Linked DNA regions of Triticum aestivum: region 1 is linked to region 2. The links are chromatin contacts, called in public Hi-C maps. All regions are on one chromosome and are shown on one strand. The core of a region is the stretch at or near the end of the contact, and the rest is flanking DNA. Distances in the headings are between cores, read along the strand shown. Region 1 overlaps LOC123113748. Region 2 holds the start of LOC123113746 (protein argonaute MEL1).

The links. A called contact is a pair of places that touch in the nucleus more often than the background predicts.
Region 1: a contact with region 2 is called in a Hi-C map of leaf, with 5 times the contacts expected there. The contact joins the enhancer-like site here to the promoter of LOC123113746 in region 2. A contact is called at or near these places in 2 of 5 Hi-C or Micro-C datasets (both in leaf).

The regions. Positions count from the first base shown.
Region 1 is chr5B:626,895,235-626,902,737 of IWGSC CS RefSeq v2.1, reverse strand. It overlaps LOC123113748, which reads left to right. Exons shown (of 2, transcript XM_044535059.1): 2 at 864-1,346. The coding sequence ends at 1,275. Among protein-coding and RNA genes, the nearest start is that of LOC123113748, 9.1 kb to the left of the region's middle. Within about 2 kb of position 2,692, at least 6 of the 8 cell types and tissues checked have an H3K27ac peak or open chromatin away from gene starts, as enhancers often do. A contact at or near this core is called in leaf, where this site is marked.
Region 2 is chr5B:626,679,646-626,687,132 of IWGSC CS RefSeq v2.1, reverse strand. LOC123113746 (protein argonaute MEL1) reads left to right here and starts at 5,106. Exons shown (of 22, transcript XM_044535058.1): 1 at 5,106-5,916. The coding sequence starts at 5,224.

The DNA.
Region 1 (7,503 bases), core at 1,443-3,942, 220 kb before region 2:
GGTCAGCGTCACCTCTATTTGAAACGTCTTTGACAACCTCCTGCAGAATTCCAATACATTTTTTTTCAAGGATAGATCCCAGTGGATGCATCAGTATCATAGAAGAAGCAAAGCCAAAGTGGCCAATACAACACCGGAAACCAGTTACAACACCTCCAGCCAGCCGGAGGCCCAATATTCCCGAATCAACTACGCACTAACAGCCCACCCCACATCTAACTTCATCGGAAGAGCAGAGCTCAGTAGCTTTGCCGACTTCCAGTCCCTCGCTTCGTCGCAAAACCTTCTGAAGAACCACACACGTGGACGAAGCCGCGCTGTTGAACACTATGTCAACAAGCAAGACCGCTGTTCGAGTATCCCTGGCACTCCGCCCCTCGGTCACTCGCGAGCTCCACCAGTCAACCAAGTCTGTATTCAGGTGAGGCATCCAGTCTATCTTCCCCGAAGCCGTCAGAACCGCTGCCCAAACCTCACGAGAGAAGACGCATCCCAGTAGAAGAACTCCAATACATCAACATTCAGAGAAAATCTGCACTTCCATTTCTGTAGCGTGCAGAAGACAGTAGAGATAGGGAGAGAGTGAGAGAGGAGGGTGTGGGCAGGAAGGTGATGTGGCATCCGCGTGCATAAAATCCAGATGATGTGGAAGCCAAGTGCTATTCAGCATTGATGTTAGTAGTATTTGATCCTGGTGATTGATATATAGGGCCGTGATGATGTTTTACTGTCATTTTACAATGGCCTGACTAAAATGTAAATTGCCAGTTGTCACTCTAGTGTCAGCAACTTGTCATCTCTCTTGAGAAAATGTTTCATGCTATATATGCACAGAACTTTATATCTACTCTTTGTTTCTCCAGGAACATGGTGCCTGTGCCATTCATCATCCTCTACCTGAAGAAACTCGCAACCTTCCTCTCGCAGAGAAGCGCTTGGGCGACCCAGATAATGGACCTCCTCTTTGAGCGGGCGCGACGGAAGGCCGCACCTGTCGAGGAGTTCCAGTGGCTCGGGCTCATGCTGTTCGTCGCCGTCCCATTCCCAGGCACGGGAGCATGGACCGGCGCCATCATCGCGTCCGTCCTGGGCATGCCCTTCTGGTCAGGCTTGTCCGCCAACTTGGTGGGAGTGGTTCTTGCGGGGTTGCTGGTAAACTTGCTCATGAACCTTGGTCTGAAGCACGCCATTGGCACCGGGGTGCTACTCTTCATTGTATCAACTGTCATGTGGGGTGCCCTTCGGGGTGTGAAGAAATCGTTGAATACAAAATGATGCTCTAGCTGAATCCACACTGAAATGTTTTGAATTTGTTTATAATAACCCTTGCGAGGCCTGTTTGATGAGTTGCAAAGACCATTTCTGCCTGCTTTCCCTCCGTGCAGTAAACCGTCAGTTTCGTAGTCTTTTGGTTGCAGTTATTCGTCAAAGATTCAGAGTAACTGAAGTAGTAGTGAACAGATGTTGCTGAATCCCTTGGGTTTGTAGCAGCAGTGGATGGTTGAGATCCAAATCGTAAGATGGTTGTGAGGATGGAAGTTTGTAACTAGAATTTCATGTCACAAACTTGTCTTTGTGGTTGCTACAGGATGTAAGTTTTCGCTGCCGTAACATAGCGCAGATCCATCCATGTTACGAAACTAGAATGGGTTTTTTACAGTACAGTTTTTTTGTAACAGCATTTCGTAAGATGGTTATGCCCCGTTCCGTCTAAAAAAGAAGAAGACGCGGCTGCTGCACATTGGCGGTGCTGCCTCCCTCGGTGCATGCTGATCAAAAAGAGAGATCCAAACGAGTAAAAACCATTGCACAGAAATGAAATTACCGAAGGGAAGCAAGGGGAGATGATAGAGTAAAGCAAAAGGTGGCAGCACTGTGAAAACTTGGGTGGTTGGAAAAGAAAGAAGATGGATGCATGCATGCAGCTTTTGCACATGGCCACACTTGATCCCGCTCCCTCCGTTCCCTCCCCTGGTCATGGTCGTGTCGTGTGGGTTGTGGGGCTACCATGCATGCATTGGGATATGCTCTAGTACGTACTCGGCTTTGCAGGCCCGACAGGGAGATCGCCGGAGCCCCGCCCCAGAGCTGCGTCGCGATTCTGCCCACCCCACCCCACCACCCTCTCCTCTGTCGCCTGCGTCTGCGTGTTCCCCAATCCCAATCCCAATCCCAATCCCAATCCCAATCCCGATGGAAGCCGGGGAAGGAAAAAGATGGTGGGGGAGGAGCGAAAGGGATGCACGGCAACGGCCATCGCCAATGGCAGGCCGAGAAGGGAGCAGAGGTGGTCACAGCTGAGGACGAGACGAGATCATGCATGCAATGCCACGGCTGGCCCGCGCTGCCCAGCGAGCAAAGCTGGGTCTGGGTCTGGGTCTGGGTGAACTGGACTTTGGTGGGTCCCCACACCAGCGGGCGGTTCCTGCCTCCCTCCGCCCGTTGCGGTGTGCTTTTCTTGGCCGCGAAGACACCTGCCCCTTCCCTCCCTTGTCCTCTTCCTGCCTCCATCTGTGTCTCGACACTGCATAGGATGCCTACCACGGTCCGGTCCGGTCCGGTCCGCTGCTTTTGGCAGAGCGGTTTCGAACTTTGGACCCGTGCCACCGATCCGCCCAGGTAGGTGCGGTGCGGTGCGGTGCATGCGACGGACGCGCAGGTGGTACGCGCGTGCATGCCGCCCGTTACGTCCCACTCCCACCGTTGTTTCTGCACACGACCAGATCCCCCCAGAACCATCCACCGGCTCGCCATCCATCACAATTCACACGCGCGCCTTGCTTGTTGATCTCCACCTCCACGGACGCCCTGGCACGCGCGCGCCAGATCAACCACCACCCCGCGGAGCGCGTACGACCCACGCCACCTCCCTCCCTCCCTCCCTGGCCGCGCCGCGCGCGCAGAAGGGCAGGAACGTACGCACGTCACACGGCCCGGCAGCCCACGCACCCGCCGCGCGGCTTTCGCTTTGCCTTTTGCCCGGCCGGCGCAGCAGCGGGCAGCCGGATCAGCAGCTAGCAGGGCAAGGCTTGGATGGTAGTGGCCAGGCGCCAGGCCGTGCATGTCCCCCCCGCCCGCCCACGTCCCTTTCCTACCCACCCACCCACACACACACGCGCGCGCTCCACCACCCCCTCTTTCTCTCGCTCGCACTCTCGTTGCACCGGGACGGCAATCGCGCGTGCGTGCGTGCATCGGGCGAACGTGCCACCGTCGGGTCCAATTTTCAAACGCGCACGGCTCCGTCGGCCGGATCACGTGCCCGCCCGTCGCGCTCGCTGCGATCACGTATCGCCCTGAGAGCTCCCTCGTGTATGCATGCATCTGCGTTGCGTTCTAGACTGAACAAGGTTTGAAACCCAAGTAACACATACTACTCCTGCCTATAGCAACACTCCGCGGCCAACGACTGCTGAAACCCAGCTTCATCATACTTAAGCCCGCTCTACAATCTACATGCTCATGTATGCCTTCATCATGTTGAGTTTCGGCGGATGGCTTTTCGTGCATCGCACGTCTCCGTGCGGTACACCTCGCCGTGAGATTGCTCGTCTATCGACAGAGGGCGGTTTCCCGGCGATTGGAGACACACCAGATCGCGTCCTCCTTGACGGCGAGGGATTTGTGGTGGATTTGTGGGCGTGTCGAGAGGGAGAAATTTTTGGCTTCGTACACCATGGTGCAGTTTCCGTGTCACGTTGCACGTCTGTGTGACCGTGTCGACACGAGCAGGGGCGGAGCCAGCCCCACGGGCCGCCCCGGGCCGCCTTCGTATACAATAGCAATCATATACAATAAACTGCTACAGTGTAAAAAGGATATGTGCCTCATGCCCCAGGCGTGGGCCTGTCTCCGCCACTGGACACGAGGAGGTCTCCTCGATCCGCGGGCATGGCGGAGGGTGAGCGGGTAAATGGAGCATCTACTTCCCACTCTCCACCCCAGCGAGGTACGTCGTTTCGAGATAGCATTCATTCCGAGCTTCTCACCCCTTGCGTTCTCAGCAACACTCTTCCGTCTGTGCTGAGTTCTCGAAAGGCGGCGATGGCGGAGATGGTTGCCAGCGACGAGAAGCTGTGGGGGGTTCGCAGGAGGGGGTGCGTGCAAACTCGTAAGGCCGCACGCTGCTCATGGTTCAGTCAAGGGACGAGATAAAGATGGAGGCGCATGCGGTGGTGGATTCGGTGTCAAAGGAGAAGGAAGCGCGGTTGTTTCTGGCGAACGAGCCAAAGCACATGTTGGAGATCCTCCTTTGGGCCATGGACAAGGTGAATTCGGGCATTCCTGCAAAGCAATTCAAGTGGGGGTGTCACGCCCAATATGCGACCCTATCCAAAAGGAACTCGAAGGTCCCACCAAGGATAGACCCGCATATTAAAACGCTTTTGCAAGGTGGATATCATTACATCAACATTACATAATACATGGGGATACATACAAAAGGCATACAATGCCACACGGATACAACATCACAATACATAAGAGCATCATCCGACTACGGATGAAACACAAACAGAAACTCAAACGACATCCACCCTGCTAGCCCAGGCTGCCGACCTGGAACCTATCCCCTGATCGAAGAAGAAGCAGAAGAAGAACTCCAATACAAGCAAACATCGCGCTCACGTCAAGATCATCGCATAAACCTGTACCTGCAACTGTTGTTGTAGTAATATGTGAGCCACGAGGACTCAGCAATCCTATTACCATGGGTATCAAGACTAGCAAAGCTTAAAGGGAAAGGAAGGGGTAAAGTGGTGAGGCTGCAGCAGCGACTAAGCATATACGGTGGCTAACATACGCAAATAAGAGCGAGAAGAGAACAAGCGGAACGGTCGTGAAGCTAGCAATGATCAAGAAGTGATCCTGAACTCCTACTTACGTCAAACATAACCCAGAAACCGTGTTCACTCCCGGACTCCGCCGAGAAGAGACCATCACGGCTACACACGCGGTTGATGCGTTTTAATTCGGATCTGGTGTCAAGTTATCTACAACCGGACATTAACAAATTCCCATCTGCCTATAATCGCAGGCACGACTTTCGAAAGATTATACCCCGCATGGGTGTCCCAACTTAGCCCATGACAAGCTCTCGCGATCAACGAAGGAATAGACCTTCTCCCAGGGAGACCCGATCAGACTCGGAATCCCGGTTTACAAGACTTTTCGACAATGGTAAAACAAGACCAGCAAAGCCGCCCGATGCGCCGACAATCCCGATAGGAGCTGCACATATCTCGTTCTCAGGGCAACACCGGATGAGACATCCTACGAGTAAAACCAGCCCTCGAGTTGCCCCGAGGTGGCCCCGCAGTCTACTCGATTCGGACCAACACTTAGACAAGCACTGGCCCGGGGGGGCTAAAATAAAGATGACCCTCGGGTTGGCCGACCCAAGGGAAAGGGTAGGTGGTGGTGAGGCAAATGGTAAAACCAAGGTTGGGCCTTGCTGGAAGAGTTTTATTCAAAGCGAACTGTCGAGGGGGTCCCATAAATCACCCGACCGCGTAAGGAACGCAAAATCCGGGAACATAACACCGGTATGATGGAAACTAGGGCGGCAAGAGTGGAACAAAACACTAGGCAAAAGGCCAAGTCTTCCACCCTTTACCAAGTATATAGATGCATTAATAATATAAGAGATATTGTGATATCCCAACCAAAATCCTGTCCACCATGGAGAAATCTTCAACTTCACCTGCAACTAGCAACGCTATAAGAGGGGCTGAGCAAAAGCGGTAACATAGCCAATCAATGGTTTGCATAGGAAATGTGTCAAAGGTTAGAGGTTCATGGCAATTTGGGATGGCTCGATAAACAGGTGATAGGTAGCGCAGCATAGCGATAGAACGAAGCAACTAGTATAGCAATGATAGTAGTGAGATCCAGGGTAGCGGTCATCTTGCCTGAAATCCCGCAAGGAAGAGAATGAGTCCATGAAGAAGACGAAGCCACGAAGACGAACCAAGCGTAGACGAACGAATCCTCACGATCACAACGAAAAGGGAACTATCGAAAAGAAGCACACAACAAAGTAAACACACCAAACATGAACAAGGCATGATGCACAAACAAGCATGATGCATGACAAGGCTACATGAAGCTACTCATGGCAAGAGATCATGCAAACAAGAGCAACACATCAAGGCAAGTTTAAATGAGGCCGGGAACAACATATAACAATTCTGGTAAGTCCTCATATGCAAATTTAGAAATTGGTCCAGATCTGAATAAACCTTATGTTCTAGTTGTTAAACAACAGGTTAAGATACACAAAGATGATCTACACGAGATTCTAGTCAAGTTACATATAAAGTTCATTTAGTTCGGAGCTACGGCCTAGAGGATATGAGCAAAACAAGTTAAACATGGCATTGATGCAAAATGCATACAAACATCAAGCAAACACCTCAAAACAAGGATGCAACATGATAATATGAAGCTACATGCAATTCTAAGCAAGTTTCATATAGAGCACACTCAAAACGGAGCAACGGTTCAACACATGCACACTATACAAGTCATAAGGACAAGCTGTCCGAAACAGCAACTAGGCATATTGCAAGCATCAAAACAACATGCTACAGCACCCCAACATGATAATAAAAGGCATGGACATGATGTACACATAAAGCATTACAAAACATGAACACTGAGATATCTCCATAAGTCACTAGAACATGCTCAAACACACATGGTAAGATTGCAAGTTATAACAATTCAGGCTTTGCAGAAAATAACATCACGATGCAATGTTTAGAGCTATCAAACAACATGTTACAGGAACTTATCATGGCAAAAAAAAGGCATGACATGAGTCTACTAATTGCATAGATCAAAAGTCCTTTACTGACCATAAGCCAAAAAGGATCAGAAAATATGATGGCACCTATGTAAACATAGCAAGTTATATTACAGATTCAAACATGGTAGAAACAGAATTATGAAGGCATGTAGATGAGCTTGTGAAACTCACTACAGAGCAATACATGACATGGCAAGGCACCCAACAGTAAGAAGGCATGTTTGTGAAGCTAAGCATGGCAATAGCAAGGTCATAGGGTGCATGGAACACTAGGAACAACCATGGTAACAACTGAACTTAATGTAAACAGGCTAACAGGAACATTATGAAGCAACTTTAGAGCAAGATTACAACAAGCTACAACTACCTATAAATGCAACAAGTGGCATGATGGATAGAGCAAGACATGTAGATCAAAACATGTTTATAGAACACCTCCAGATTATGCATAGAATGATTAGTAGCAACATGTTTACATAGCATCGCGAAATAACAGATTCAGCCTAGTAAAACAGCAACATCAAGTACCCTACTTAACAAGCTCGATTCGCTCACCACAAGTCATTGCATGACAAGATAAGCATAGCATCATAAGGAAGACATGTTTGTGAAACAACCCAAGGCAAGAACAAGTCCATAGCATGCACGGATCATCTACAACAACCTTGGCCAAATTGAATAACATGTAAACAATC
Region 2 (7,487 bases), core at 3,857-6,356:
GAGAGATAACCCAAAGCGGAGTTGATGGAGACGAGGATGTGTTACCGAAGTTCCTTCCCTTTGAGGGGAAGTACGTCTCCGTTGGAGCATTGTGGAGGCACAATGCTCCCCAAGAAGTCACTAGGGCCACCGTATTCTCCTCACGCCCTCACACAATGCGAGATGCCGTGATTCCACTATTGGTGCCCTTGGAGGCAGCGACCGAACCTTTACAAACAAGGTTGGGGCAATCTCCACAACTTAATTGGAGGCTCCCAACGACACCACGAAGCTTCACCATAATGGACTATGGCTCTGCGGTGACCTCAACCATCTAGGGTGCTCAAACACCCAAGAGTAACAAGATCCGCAAGGGATTAGTGGGGGGAATCAAATTTCTCTTGGTGGAAGTGTGATCGAGGCCTTCTCAACCAATCCCTAGAGAATCAACAAGTTTGATTGGCTAGGGAGAGAGATCGGGCGAAAATGGAGCTTTGAGCAACAATGGAGCTTGGGGATGGAAGAGGTAGTCAACTCGGAGAAGAAGACCCCCCCTTATATAGTGAGAGGAAAAATCCAACCGTTACCCACTTCTCCAGCCCGTGACATGCGGTACTACCGCACCAACTTGCGGTACTACCGCTAGGCGGTGCGGTACTACCGCTCCGGCGGCAGAGACCAGATGAGGCCCTGTTGCATTGACGCAACGAGCTGTAGAACCGCCGGAGCGGTACTACCGCGTGTCCTTGCGGTACTACCACAAGGCAGGGTTCGACTAGGTTGGGAAGGCACAGACGAATAAAATTACATTTGTGGCTACTTCCCCTGAGTTTCGATCTGTGCAAAAATCCGACACGGTACTACCGCATACAGGGAGCGGTACTACCGCGTAGGGCGCGTATGTAAAAAGTTACATCCGCCCCTACTACCGCTCGTGTTGCCATGCTGGCTAGAGGCCATGGTACTACCACGCCCGAGGAGCAGTACTACCGCACTACACGGTACTACCGCGTCCCTGGCATGTACTACCATGGGCCACTGCGGTACTACTGCACCCTTGAGCAGTACTACCGCTGCCACAGCACAATACCACTTGGAGTCCTTCATTTTGCAAAGACACGGATAAACGGTCGATGCTCCGAAGAAGCAAAGGAAAGGTGGTGCAAAGGGACAGACGTGTATGTGTTGATTCCACCCTAACCTTTCTAAAGCGGACCCCCTCTTAATAGTACGGCTTTCCTACGACTCAGATCCACGGAAAAGAAACGTAGAGAAACGTCATCTTCACTAGGCTCCGAGGGGCAACAAATTGTCTTGTGCCTAGACCTGAGATATCTGAAATGCTCAATGCACACGATTAGTCCGCAAATGCATTGTCATCAATCACCAAAACCACACAGGGTGAAATATGCCCTTACAGAAACTTTGTAACAATTCTTGACCACACTTTGAGGGATTTTCATACGATTCAATTATGTTAGTAATGTTGAGAGATGACACTAGTGAAATTATGAACCCTAGGCCATGTTTTCAAGCATTGCAATACCATCTAAGCTCACTTTTATCACTTGCTACCTTGCTGTTTTATCATTTCATATTACAAAAACCTATATCTAGTATCCATACTACACTTCTATCAATATCTCTTCACCGAACTGGTTCATCTATGCAATTTACAATTGTATTGGGTGTGTTCGGGACACAAGAGATTTCTTGTATTTGATTGCAGGGTTGCTTAAGAGAGACCGTATTCATCCTACACCTCCCACGGATTGATAAACCTTAGGTCATCCACTTGAGGGAATTTTTTTGTTGTCCTACAAAACTCTGCGCTTGGAGGACCAAAAGAGTCTACAAGAATAAAGTTCCATTGTAGACATCAATGGTTCATCAAACTCACCCCTTGGAGTAGTCATTGTCATTGTTAACTTGGTGTACACTAGGAAGTATTCGTGAGATGTTTTTGATTTATGAGTTGTAGTCTTTATATGAACTTCAACCTATCTAGATTTTGCTAGCCTCATGCATTGCCCACTCTCACCTTGAGACATGGTGCATCCTTCACCGGTATATCCAAACCCCATGGGAGGACTTCCTCTTGTCCTTCTACACATAAACCACCTTTCTCCTCAAAATAGTCATCATACCTACCTATTATGGCATTTCCATAGCCATTTCGAGATATATTGCCATGCAGCTTCCATTGTTACTTTTCATTACATGACTTATGATTTCATTGTCATTTTGCTTTGCATGATCGTATATAGAGATGACATGATAGTTGTGGCAAGGCCATTGTTCATCATTGTTTTACATGCTATGCTTGATCATTGCACATCTTGGTACACTTCGAGAGGCATTCATTTGTATTCATTATTTTAATTTCAGAGTTATTAGTAAATAAAAGTGTGGTGTTCATTAGAGTATGATTCTACCTGTGAGATATAAAAAGAGGCCAAAAGAGCCCAACAAAAGAGTCCAAAAAGAGTCTACCCAAAAAATGAGAGAAAAAGAGAGAGGGGCACACTACTATCCTTTATATACACTTTTGCTTCAAAGTAGTACCATGTACTTCATGTAGAAAGTTTTCATATTCCTCATTTCATATGCTAGTGTGATTTTTACATCATGGAACTTGGCTTGTTTATTATGATGAAGAGCTTCGTCAAATGCTGGAGGTCTTAATGAGCAAGCAAGTTGGATGCACACCAACTTAGTTACATCAGGAGAGCTTATCAGCTGCATTGATGTTTGACTTTCATACTTTTGTCTTCTTATAAATCCCCATCATTATTCTATTTTCCATCTAAGACCAAGGCTTGTAAATTGAGCATTAAGCAAAGTACTAAGTAGTTGGAAAGGGTTTGCCATGGATTTGATTGTTTGACTGAAGTTATAGGTTGTGTTATAATAAAATGTTTTAATACGATAAAGCCTTGAGTGATGGGGACATGAATTTGACATATGAGTATTGATTGGTATTACATGAAAACATTAATCCATGAAAAGCAATAGTAATTTTTCTTTACACATTTTGATGTTACTTGCTTGTGAACAACTATAGATTATTGCTTTGAATCACTTTTTTCTTGGGTTCACACCACGTTACATCATTTGATCAATATTATGATGAGTAGAATTCAACACCAAAAAATATGTTTGTAAATCATTTACCTGCTCGAGGAAGAGCAAGAATGAAGCTTGGGGATGCTGATACATCTCAGACGTATCTATAATTTTTTATTGTTTCATGCTATTTATCATCATTTTCATATACTTTTTATAGCAATTATATTATTTTTGGACTAACCTATTAAATTATTGTCCACTGTCAGCTCCTGTTTTCTGATTGTTTTTGGTTTCATAGGGAATCAATATATACAGAGGTCAAAATCACTTTCCAATTTAATACGGTTTTTTGGGTAACAAGGGACCCTATAAGCTTCAGGAGAGAGCGAGAGGAGCTGCAGGGGGCCCAAACGGCCACCCCGCGTCCCCAAGGAGGTAGGGCACGCCCCTAGGTCGCGTGGGACCCCTTTGCACCGCCTTACATTGATTCCACCGCCGTAAATCCCTATAAATACCGAAACCCTCCGCCATATTTTTAGAAGAATTTTATCATCACCGCGAGTTCCTGTTTCGCAAAGATCCCATCTAGAGGCTTGTTCCTAAGGGGGAAACCATTGTCGGAGCCATCTTCATCAGTCTTGCTGCCCCCATGATGATGTGTGGGTAGCTCATTAGGACCTTAGGGTCCATAGTAGTAGCTAGATGGTTCTCTATCTCCTTTTGGATCTTCAATACCATGTTCTTGTGAGCCTTCTCATATGATCGGGATCAATTTAATGTAATTGGTGGTCTGTTTGTTGGGACATGATGAATTTCCACTTTATGATCAGATTTTTCATTGAAATCAATTGAATTTTTTGAGGTTTTCTTGTTGTATAATTAAATAGCTTTGCATGCTTTCCGATCTATCTATCTTCTTTGGTCAAGTCTGATGGATTTTCCTTCGGAGGGAGTGGTGCTTTGTAGTGGGTTCAATCGTGCGGTGATCAAACCCGGTGACAATAAGAGCTAAGGCACGTATCTATTGTTTCCACTAAGGATAAAACGATGGGGTTTTGTCATATTGATTGACTTCTTCTTGTCTATATTATGTCATATTTCTTACTGCTATATTCTATTTGTTACAAACTTAATACCATGAGATGCACGCTGGATAGCGGTTCCAGGGTGGATTGTTAGTAGTAGGTACAGTTCGATTAACGGTCTACTTATCACGAACGTAGTGCCTATATGAGATTATGCCATGAATGATCATAGTCATGAATATTGCAATTCGGTCAGTTGTCCAACTGTAATTTGTTTACCATGACATTCGCCTACTTTCGAGAGAGATACCACTAGTGAACCTATGTCCCTTGGGTCTATTCTCCATTACTGAATTCTTCTACACAATTTCTCCTTTTATTTGCCGTGCTACCTTGCTACTATCTATCTTTATCATTTGCATTTAACCTGGGGAGAGACGCCACAAAGGCCGGGTTCTACCAGTGCAGCGGAATTAATTGTTTTTGGGCACCAGAATTAATTTCACTTCCACATACTTAGTCTTTAATGAAATGATCAAGAAAGTGCATGTTCAAAAAAGAAAAAGAATCAAAGATTTTCGCACCCGTTGGCAGCTCAATCATTGTTGGTGGATGGGAATCAAACCCCCGGTCCGTCTACAGTACCGTTTGCTGGCACGTGACCCAGCGCCAACCCTGGTTAACCACTCCCGCTCTACCATGGTTACTTTTTTTACTAAAGCAACCCAGGCGCGCGCAGCTGCGCAGTTTGCAGAAAGGCCCCTCGCGCCGCGGCGCATTTCCGAGGCCGGCCCCCCGCGCGCGCGTTCCGATCCGCGCACCCGAAGCGAACCCAGATATTTCTCCTCTGGACGACGGCCTTTTACACGCCGGTCCGGACAGAACCGCGAAATTCGGCGCACCTCCCCCTCCCTCTCCCACGTACGGACCACGCCATGCGCTCACCACACCGCTCGCTAGGGTTTCGCCACCCCACTCGCTCACCGCCCCGCCTATAAAAGCCGCCTCGGCCGCGCCGATCCTCCCACCAACTCACCGCCGTCCTCATCCGCTCCCTCCCACGCCTCCACGCTCCTTTCTTCCTCCCCAATCCACCGCCGCCACCACCGTAGCGCAGCCCTCCCACCACCACCACCACAGCTCTCCCGCCATGGCCTACCGCGGAGGCGGAGGCCGGGGAGGCGGCCGGGGAGACCAGCAGTACGGCGGAGGCCGGGGCGCGCCGGCGGGAGGAGGGCGCGGGGGCGGCCGCGGGCCCACGGGCTTCGTCTGGCCGCCTCCGGGCGCTCCGTCGGCGCCGCGTCCCGCCGGGCCGGCGCAGTACGCGCCGGCCGTCGCCGTCTACCACAACCCCAACGCCACGGGGCCGCACCAGGGCGCCTACCAGCACGGCGTCGTCGTCCGCAACCCCGCGCCGGCACCCTACGCCGCCGTCCGCGCGCCCTCCCCGACGCCGGTCACCATCCGCGCGCCCTCGCCCACGCCGGCCACCATCCGCGCCCCTGCTCCGACGCCCTCGCCGGCCGCGCGTCCGTTCCAGCCGGCCCGCGTCTCCGCCCCCGCCCCCGCTCCACCGACCCCCGCGGCCGTCGCCAAGGAGCTGGAGCAGAAGCTCTTCGTCACGGAGACCGCGCTGGCGCCGCCCGCCGCCGCGGCCGCGGCGGCGGTCGCGGCGACGCAGCCCGAGGAGGAGAAGGCCCCCGAGGTGGACCTGGCGCCGGTGTCCAAGAAGGGGCTCGCCCACCCCGCGCGTCCCGGAGCCGGCACAGTCGGCAAGAAGGTGATGATCCGCGCCAACCACTTCCTCGTCAACGTCGCCGACAACAACCTCTTCCACTACGATGTGAGCTGATGCCCATCCCCCTCCCTGCGTACCATCTCCGTTCACGAACTAGCTAGAGTAGTAGTTCTTGTTCAGATCTGGCGTTCCCTGCATGCTGTCGTGCGTTTTTCTCTTGTCCGCGCTAGTTCTTGTTCAGATCTACCACGGTGTACGTACGCTTGTAGTGATGGCGTTCTTTTTTCCCGCTCGATCTGCTTTCGTTTTTGTCCATGCGACGACGTGCGTCTCCGTCCCCATCCGTCCATGGATGTTTGGTCGAGCGCTCTCGCTACACGCACACCTCGGCCTTGCTCTTTTTTGGCTTGAAAATCTTGGCGTTTTCGGATGGTTTTCTGCTGTTGTTGGATGAGCAGTGAGTTCTTGGAAAGCGAGAGAGAAAGCTAATTTCCTCCATGCATGCAAAAGCCATCAAGCAAGCACTAGCTACCGCTTCTTGTTTTCGGCTCTGTTGTTCTCGTCTTGGAAGCTAGAAGAAGTACTAGTCATTTTTTGGGCAACTTTGCGGTCTTGGTTGCAGATTCTTGGGATCCGTTTTGGCTTGCTATATAGTACACGGGAGGTTGTGAGATCCGATATCATCCATGTGGGTGGCGATCAAAGAGGGCCTCCCCGTCTCATGCACCTTTTCTTTGGTCTCCTGTGTCTTTCTCTAGCCTTCTTGCATGGTCTTGGTCTGGTCCTTGTCCTCGTTTGGCGACAGAATGGCAAAGCAACGTACCTGGCAACACAGAAAGAAAGCCATCCGTCCGTGTACGTGGCTGCCATACATTTTTGGCAAAGCAGGAGGCCTGTTGGTGTTGCTGCCCTTGCCACCTTTGTCGCTCTGCCATGCATGCGGTCCCGCGGCAGGCCATGCAGCTTTTGGGTTTGTCTTTGGTTCACAGCATGCAACGCCGAGGCCGTGCTGCTCGGATCTCCTGCACCGCCACTTCGGGTGCTGCTCCGTGTGGCACCCCGGCACGTGGCCCTCCGTGTTTGCATCTATTGGGTCGTGGTAAACTTTCTTTTTTGGGAGGACACTCTTTTTTTAACTCTCTCGGTGCAGCCTTGGACGTTTCCTCTTTGTGTGTGTGTGAGTGGAACAACAGTGGTACGTAGATCTCTTCTTCCGGTGAATGGTCGACACGTACGGGGATTTAATCCCATACTTCGAAAATATACCCGAGAATTTCGACGTGGGTTTTAATACTATTGTTTCTCAACTTTTTACAGCGAGCTCTAAAGTTGTGATGTGGGGTTTAATATTACGAGTAATATTATTGTTGTTTTTCCAACTTTTTACGGTGAGCTCTAATTTGCTTAAAATCTTGTTCTCTGCTCACACATGTATGAATGTACCTCCTTTTTTTGGCAAACTATTTACATTTATAAATGGTAAATTGAGGATGAATTATTTTGGTACTTCTCGTAACACGTAGTATCTGGTATAGAGTTACAGTCCATAGTTCCTCTTTTTAAGTACGCAGTACGCAGGTCCGCTTATTGTACTCGTATTCTGTACCGCATGATTACGACAAGATTCGTGCCCGCGAACCCACCTCCCCCCACCTTGCCGTCACAGCCTCCCACTC